Regions from separate parts of the Arachis hypogaea genome. Here region 2 is linked to region 1. The links are chromatin contacts, called in public Hi-C maps. All regions are on one chromosome and are shown on one strand. Each heading gives the region's core, a stretch centred on a gene start, on an enhancer-like site or on the middle of the called end of the contact. The rest is flanking DNA. Distances are from core to core; before and after follow the strand shown.

What was found. A called contact is a pair of places that touch in the nucleus more often than the background predicts.
Region 2: a contact with region 1 is called in a Hi-C map of an unstated tissue, with 3 times the contacts expected there. The contact joins the promoter of LOC112797890 here to the enhancer-like site in region 1. A contact is called at or near these places in 2 of 8 Hi-C or Micro-C datasets (leaf and an unstated tissue).

The regions. Positions count from the first base shown.
Region 1 is chr4:124,568,446-124,571,798 of arahy.Tifrunner.gnm2.J5K5, forward strand. No RefSeq gene overlaps it. Among protein-coding and RNA genes, the nearest start is that of LOC112797889, 5.8 kb to the left of the region's middle. Within about 2 kb of position 1,761, at least 1 of the 3 cell types and tissues checked has open chromatin away from gene starts, as enhancers often do.
Region 2 is chr4:124,607,529-124,610,881 of arahy.Tifrunner.gnm2.J5K5, forward strand. It overlaps LOC112797890 (receptor-like protein kinase FERONIA), which reads left to right and starts at 1,528. Exons shown (of 1, transcript XM_025841002.3): 1 at 1,528-3,353. The coding sequence starts at 2,003.

The DNA.
Region 1 (3,353 bases), core at 511-3,010:
TCTTTCAACAAGTCAAGCAATCAAATTTACAAAAAAACGAAAAGAGTCTTTTCTATTTTTAAAACCTTATCAACACATAGACTTCGTGTATCAATAATAAGCATTCATCGCTAATAATAAACAACAGCAATAATATATCCCAATTATACCCATAAACTAAACAATATCAAAAGTCGCATTATATATTTTAAATTAATAATTAAAGCATATAGTTAAATCTATTATCTTATATAACCAAATCATAATTATTATTCAGAGAGTTTGAAATCCAAAATAACATAACTTACACGAGAATTCTGCCTAATACAGAGCATTGATATAATTTAAATTTTAGCGCAAAAGTTCCACCACATACAAGCAAGTCATTGGATAGAAGAAGAGCTCACCAAAATGACAAAGATATACGGTGGGACAGGTGAAATGGAATCTGAATTGACACCTGTCTCTAAAAAACATGAGAACATAATAGAATAAGTTTTGCAACTCAAAGTAAATATTATATCTATAACACACACAAGACATTTCTTTTTAGAGATGAGAAATTTATATTATGTAAATATGCAAATAAATAGATAAGTAATTAAATGAATGAATTGACATGGGAGTTTTTATTCCAGAAATAAAATAAAATCGAATATTACACACTTGAACGACTCCATCTCTAATGGTAGTCCTTTTTTCTAGTATGTCCGAACGGTAATACATACATATTTAACGTGTGACATACATATTAGGCTAGCAACACCCATGTTAACTTATGTCTGAGCCAGATACATCTAGGTTAACGTCATAATTGTTGTTAACTATATTTTTTTTAATTAAAGCCTCCCAAACCAATTCAAAATAAATCATATAAAACAAATTTATGATGTCTATAATATATTACTAAATTCCATGATAACTCAAATATATATAAGTATGCATACTAAAAATCAAATTAAAGCAAAATAAAGTCAATTAAAAAAAGTATGTATGCTCTTCAAAATATACGAATATCATCTCGTGTGTACTTTTATAAAATTATGAGTTTTTCAAAAATTAATGTTCATTCCAATAATTCAAAAATCACAACAATTAAATACTTTTTAAATGTTAAAAATAATGATTCATTTTAAATATTGATAGTAATATACTTAAAAATAATTATGGGCATAATATCACTCACAATTTAGTTTCAAAGAACCAAAAGTAACTCTGAATACACTATGGAACTATTAAATAATGTCTAATAACTCTATAATTCTAAAAATATGATCATAATAATAACATCTATGAGCTAATAATGTTGTCAATTAACATAATCTTACTCAATTTAATAAAAAAATTTAAATTTTTTAACCTTAATAACTCTAGTTTGAATTTTGCATACCTATAAGCATAAAAATGATAAAAAATAAAGATATAGGTAATTATTAAACCAAAAAATTATTTTGAAGTCTCAAAAATGACGAAAAGTTAAAATTTGAAGTTCTTCTCTCATCTACTAAACTTGTATTCTATTAATCAAATTTTAAAATAATATTTTTTTTGTATAAGTAATATATTAAAATAAAGTTAAAATAGAAGAATAAAATGAAATTTAATATGTTGTAGTTTGAATAAGAATTTTAGGATGAAGATGATAAAATGAAAGGAGAGATAAAAGAGAAAAAAGGGTTTGAGTTTTATGAATGAATGAAAAAAAAAAAAAAAGAGAATGAGAGACACGGAGAGATCAAAGGAGTGACTCCGAGTGAGTAGTCACCAAAAATCAAAAGGAGTGAGCAAGGAGAGAAAAAAAAATAATAAGTGGAACTGTGGGAGTATGTGCCTTCCACGTGCCTATGCCTTTCTTTCTTTTTTTTTTTCTTCTTCGTTATTACATATTTAGACATCTTTACAAAATCATTATCTCAAGCATTATTCAAAAGGTTTCATGACAAAGTCAGGGTTTTAGTTAAGGTGGATATTTTATTTTATGATAATATATTTATATAAAGATAGTATTATAAATTATTAGATAATTAAATATATTTAATTAAATATATTTAATTAATTATTTAAGAGTTCATAATATTATTTTTATATAAAAATGTTATTTTGTGAGTATTTTTTTTAACTTAATGGTGTTGTAAAATAAATAAGGAAGTTATAATAAATATAAAATAGAAAAATATAAATATGTTCTTATTTTACTATAAGTAATTTCTATATTTACTAATATTATAGATACTTTAGTTTAAAATTAAAGAGAGATAAAAGAGAGAAAATATTTGTATAATAAGAGAGAAGAGAAGATTGTTTTTTAATGATGTGTATTGCTTCAATTGTAGCTTCTCTTATTTATACATGTAATAAGACTTGATTTTTAAACTTCATTTATTTTGATTCTGTCTTGAAAAGAGGTTCCTTTGGTATTGAGAAGGTTGGCCCACGTGGTCATTCATATCTTTATCACAACACTCCTCCTTGGATGACCATTTAATATTATTGCCTCGTTAAAATCTTACTAAAGAAAAATCCAATGGAAAAAAATCTTAGTGAAGAAAAAAGAGTACAATATCCTTTAGTGATGGGGACTGCCTCATTAAAAACCTTGTCAAGAAAAATCCAATGAAAAAAATAACAGACGAAAGAAAAAAGAGTACAGTCTCCCCCTCTTGTCGACATCATTTAATGTCTCGAAATTGGCGCATCCCAATCTCATGTACCAATCTTTCAAAGGAGGATTTTGGGAGTGACTTTGTAAATAAATCTGCCAGATTGTCACTTGAGCGGATCTGTTGGACATCAATTGTCCCTTGATTTTGAAGATCATGAGTGAAGAAGAATTTGGGAGAAATATACTTTGTTATATCACCTTTGATGTATACGCCTTTAAGTTGAGCAATATATGCTGTATTGTCTTCAAACAGGACAGTTGGAGCTATCTTATGATCAATTAGTCCACATGATGACAGAATATATTGGATCAGACTCCTGAGCCAAAAACACTCGCGACTAGTTTCATGAATCGCTAGTATTTCGGCATGATTAGAGGAGGTTGCTGCTATCGTCTATTTCATGGACCTCTATGATATAGCTGTACCACCATATGTGAACATATATCCTGTTTGAGATCACCCTTTGTGTGGATCATATAAGTATCCAGCATCTACATAGCCAACTAGTTGTGACTTGGATCCATAGGGATAAAATAATCCCATATCTATCGTTCCATGAAGATATCGAAAGATTTGTTTGATTCCACTCCAATGTCTTCTGGTTGGAGAGGAACTATATCTTGCTAGTAAATTCACAGCAAATGATATATCGGGTCGTGTGTTATTAGTAAGATACATTAGCGCTCCAATGGCACTAAGATATGGTACTTC
Region 2 (3,353 bases), core at 278-2,777, 39 kb after region 1:
TGTAGAATTTGAATATTTGTAACTGAAATTTTTATAGTAATTATTATTATGACACTTTTAATGTATGTTTATTGCATTTAATTAGTACTTGAATAATAATAGATAAGAGTTTTTTGTTTTAATTTTTTTTAAAACATTTTACTAAATAGTGATTGGTTGATTTTCATCATTTCCCAAGTCATTAGAATTGTTGATGTGACATCATTAAGAAAGAAAATATGGCTTAAACTCATTGTGGAGAAAGTTAGTATTAGCAAAGAAAAGATGGCTTAAACTCATTGTGGAAAAAGTTAGTATCAGCTTTTATATATTATAAAAATTAGTATGAGAGATTAAGAAATGAAGCGTGGTAAGAGTTTTAATATGTATAAGTTGTAAAATTTGAATATTTGTAACTGAAATTTTTTATAATAATTATTATTATGACACTTTTAATGTATGTTTATTGCATTTAATTAGTACTTGATGTTTCAATTGAATAATAATAGATAAGAGTTTTTTGTTTTAATTTTTTTAAAACATTTTACTAAATAGTGATTGGTTGATTTTCATCTTTTGCCAACTCATTAGAATTGATTTTCATCTTTTGATGAACATAATGTCTTGGTTCAATCTTTTAGAATGGCTAGAGACAAACATCAATCAAGAAGACGAAATTCGTGATTTCAAACTTTTAAAAAGAGGAACAAATAACAATTTAAATGCACATTAATTTTGGTTGTGACTATTGGGCAGAACCGTTTTAAAAAGAGGAATACATAAACCTGTGCTACTTACAATAATTTCACAATTAAAATATTATTTATAACAAATAAAAACGTTAAAGATGAAAATCTTTAGAAAAATACCTGGGACGAATTTCCTACGTTGGCCCTGAGACCCAAAATCGAGCTCCGGCAGAAAAACCGCAATAGGAAAAATGGAGTTTGGCCTGGTTTTTACAATTGATGCAATGCGGCTCCACCGGAGATGGACATCGCGTTGGAAAATTTGATTCGAGAAAAATACAATGGCTCATTAGACCGGAAGAGCATGGAGAAAATAGGATCTTGGTACGGAGAGGTGCCAAGAGGAAGAGGGTTTCGAGAAGCATGAGAAGAGTAACGTTGGAAAATTTGATTCGAGAAAAACACAATGGTTCATTAGACCGGAAGAGCATTGAGAAAATAGGATCTTAGTACGGAGAGGTGTTAAGAAGAAGAGGGTTTCGATAAATATGAGAAGAGTAATGAGTTTTGAGGCGAGAAGCATGAGAAAAGTAACGAGTTCTTTGGTTTTTAGAGATTTTTTTTGGGTAAATGTTAATTTGGTTTTTGCTGTTTTAGAAATAAGGATTGATTTGGATAAAATTTGAGTGGTTGAAAATAAAAATTAATTTAGCAAGATTTGAGTGGTTGAAATTTGGCAATATTTGATTGGTTGTTTTTAAAATTTCGCCAAATAAGTAATAGAAAAAAGTCTAGGGGGCCAGTAATTTTTGTATTTTTTGGTCAGCACTTAACCATCAAAATAAAAGTGATAGATTTTCCACCATTAGATACCATTAGATGTAATCTCACACCATTAAAAATACTATTGATGACCAATTGATGGTTACAAAACATCAAAATTGCTGGCCTCCTAACATTTCTCTAACTAATATTATTGACATGTTAGTAGAAGAAGAAGAATAATTTAAAAATAATATGGTACATACTTATGTATCTACTTTTATATATTAAGAATATATATTACAAGGGTAATTTATTTTTTATTTTAAAGAAAGTTCATAGAATTCACCAAAATTAAATTCTTATGAAATTTTTATTATTTCTCTGTACTTTTTCTTTTTTTTCTAAATTGTTCAAAAGACTAAGTCTTGAGTCTTCCTTACATTCCAAATGCTATTCAAAGACGAGGACACCGTGGTGTTTTCCCTGACTTGCGAATTTCCTAGTACTTAAAGCTGTAAAATAGGAACAAGAGTTACGCACAACATCGTTTCTGAACCTATCGGGCTGGTATGGGGTACCCAAGAAACATAGTAGTCATAAGATATAAACCACCAATCATTAGCTTTTCCCTCCTACTCCTCCTACCGTTTCTGCTGCATTCACCAGTGGTTCCTGCGCAGGGTGCATCATCATACCATCCTGAGGATGATTTTGCTGTCAACTGTGGCTCAAAAGAAACTACAGTCTACGCTGATCGGAAATGGGTAGGAGACGATGACTCCAAACTATTTTCTACCATTGAGCAGCCACAAACTAAGCAACCATCTCTCATAACTGAAACTCCATATCCTCTTTCAGCTGATTCATTTGTGTTTAGCTCTGCACGCATTTTCCTTTCCAATTTCACATACTCCTTTCCTCTCAAAACTAATGGCCCCAAGTTCGTTCGGCTTCACTTTTATCCAACAAATTATCTCAACTTTGAACCCTACAACTCCCTTTTTTCCGTTACAGCGGGCAATTTCACCCTTCTCAAGGGTTTCAATGCTTCACGTTGGCTCGCCAATGACGAAATGACCTTTTTCATAGAATACTGTGTCAACGTGGAAACAGGAAAGAGGCTTGACCTGACCTTCATTCCCAACAAATCTTATTATGCTTTCATCAACGGGATTGAGGTGGTCTCCATGCCTCCCTACCTCTATTACACGGACCCCAGCAAGTCCTCCGGGTTTGAGTTTGTAGGCCATGGCATCAGCATATACCAACTTGAAAGTGAAAAAGCTCTGCAAACACTTTACAGAATCAACGTTGGTGAAAAACAGATTCCACCACAGCAAGATACTGGTATGTACAGGTCTTGGGAACCGGATGCCGATTACATTGAGAAGCAGTATCCGTCGAGTATTTCAATGGGCTATCCACCACTGAAATTCAACGGTAATATTACTCCAGATTACACTGCACCTGACCTTGTTTACTTGAGTGCCCGAAGCTACGGGATGCGCGAGACCAAGAATTATAATGTGACTTGGCGGTTTGAAGTGGATTCACAGTTTACTTACATGGTCAGCTTACATTTTTGTGAGTTTGCGAAAGAAATCCAACACTATACCGACAGAACTTTTCAGATATTTATAGCAGAGCTTTTGGCTGAGGATCGCGCCGATGTGATTAACTGGAGTGGTGGTAATCACGTTCCTGTTCGAAGGGATTATGCTGTTCAGCTTCTCCCTGATGACCTAGGGCAAAGTTCTAAGAAAGTCAACATTTCCATCAAGCTTCAACGACTGCCAGATGCCGAGTTAACCAACTACCATGATGTCATATTGAATGGCATCGAGATCTTCAAAATCAGTGATGCTACCAACAATCTTGCAGGACCCAATCCAGAACATGTTCGAACCTCCACACAAGAAT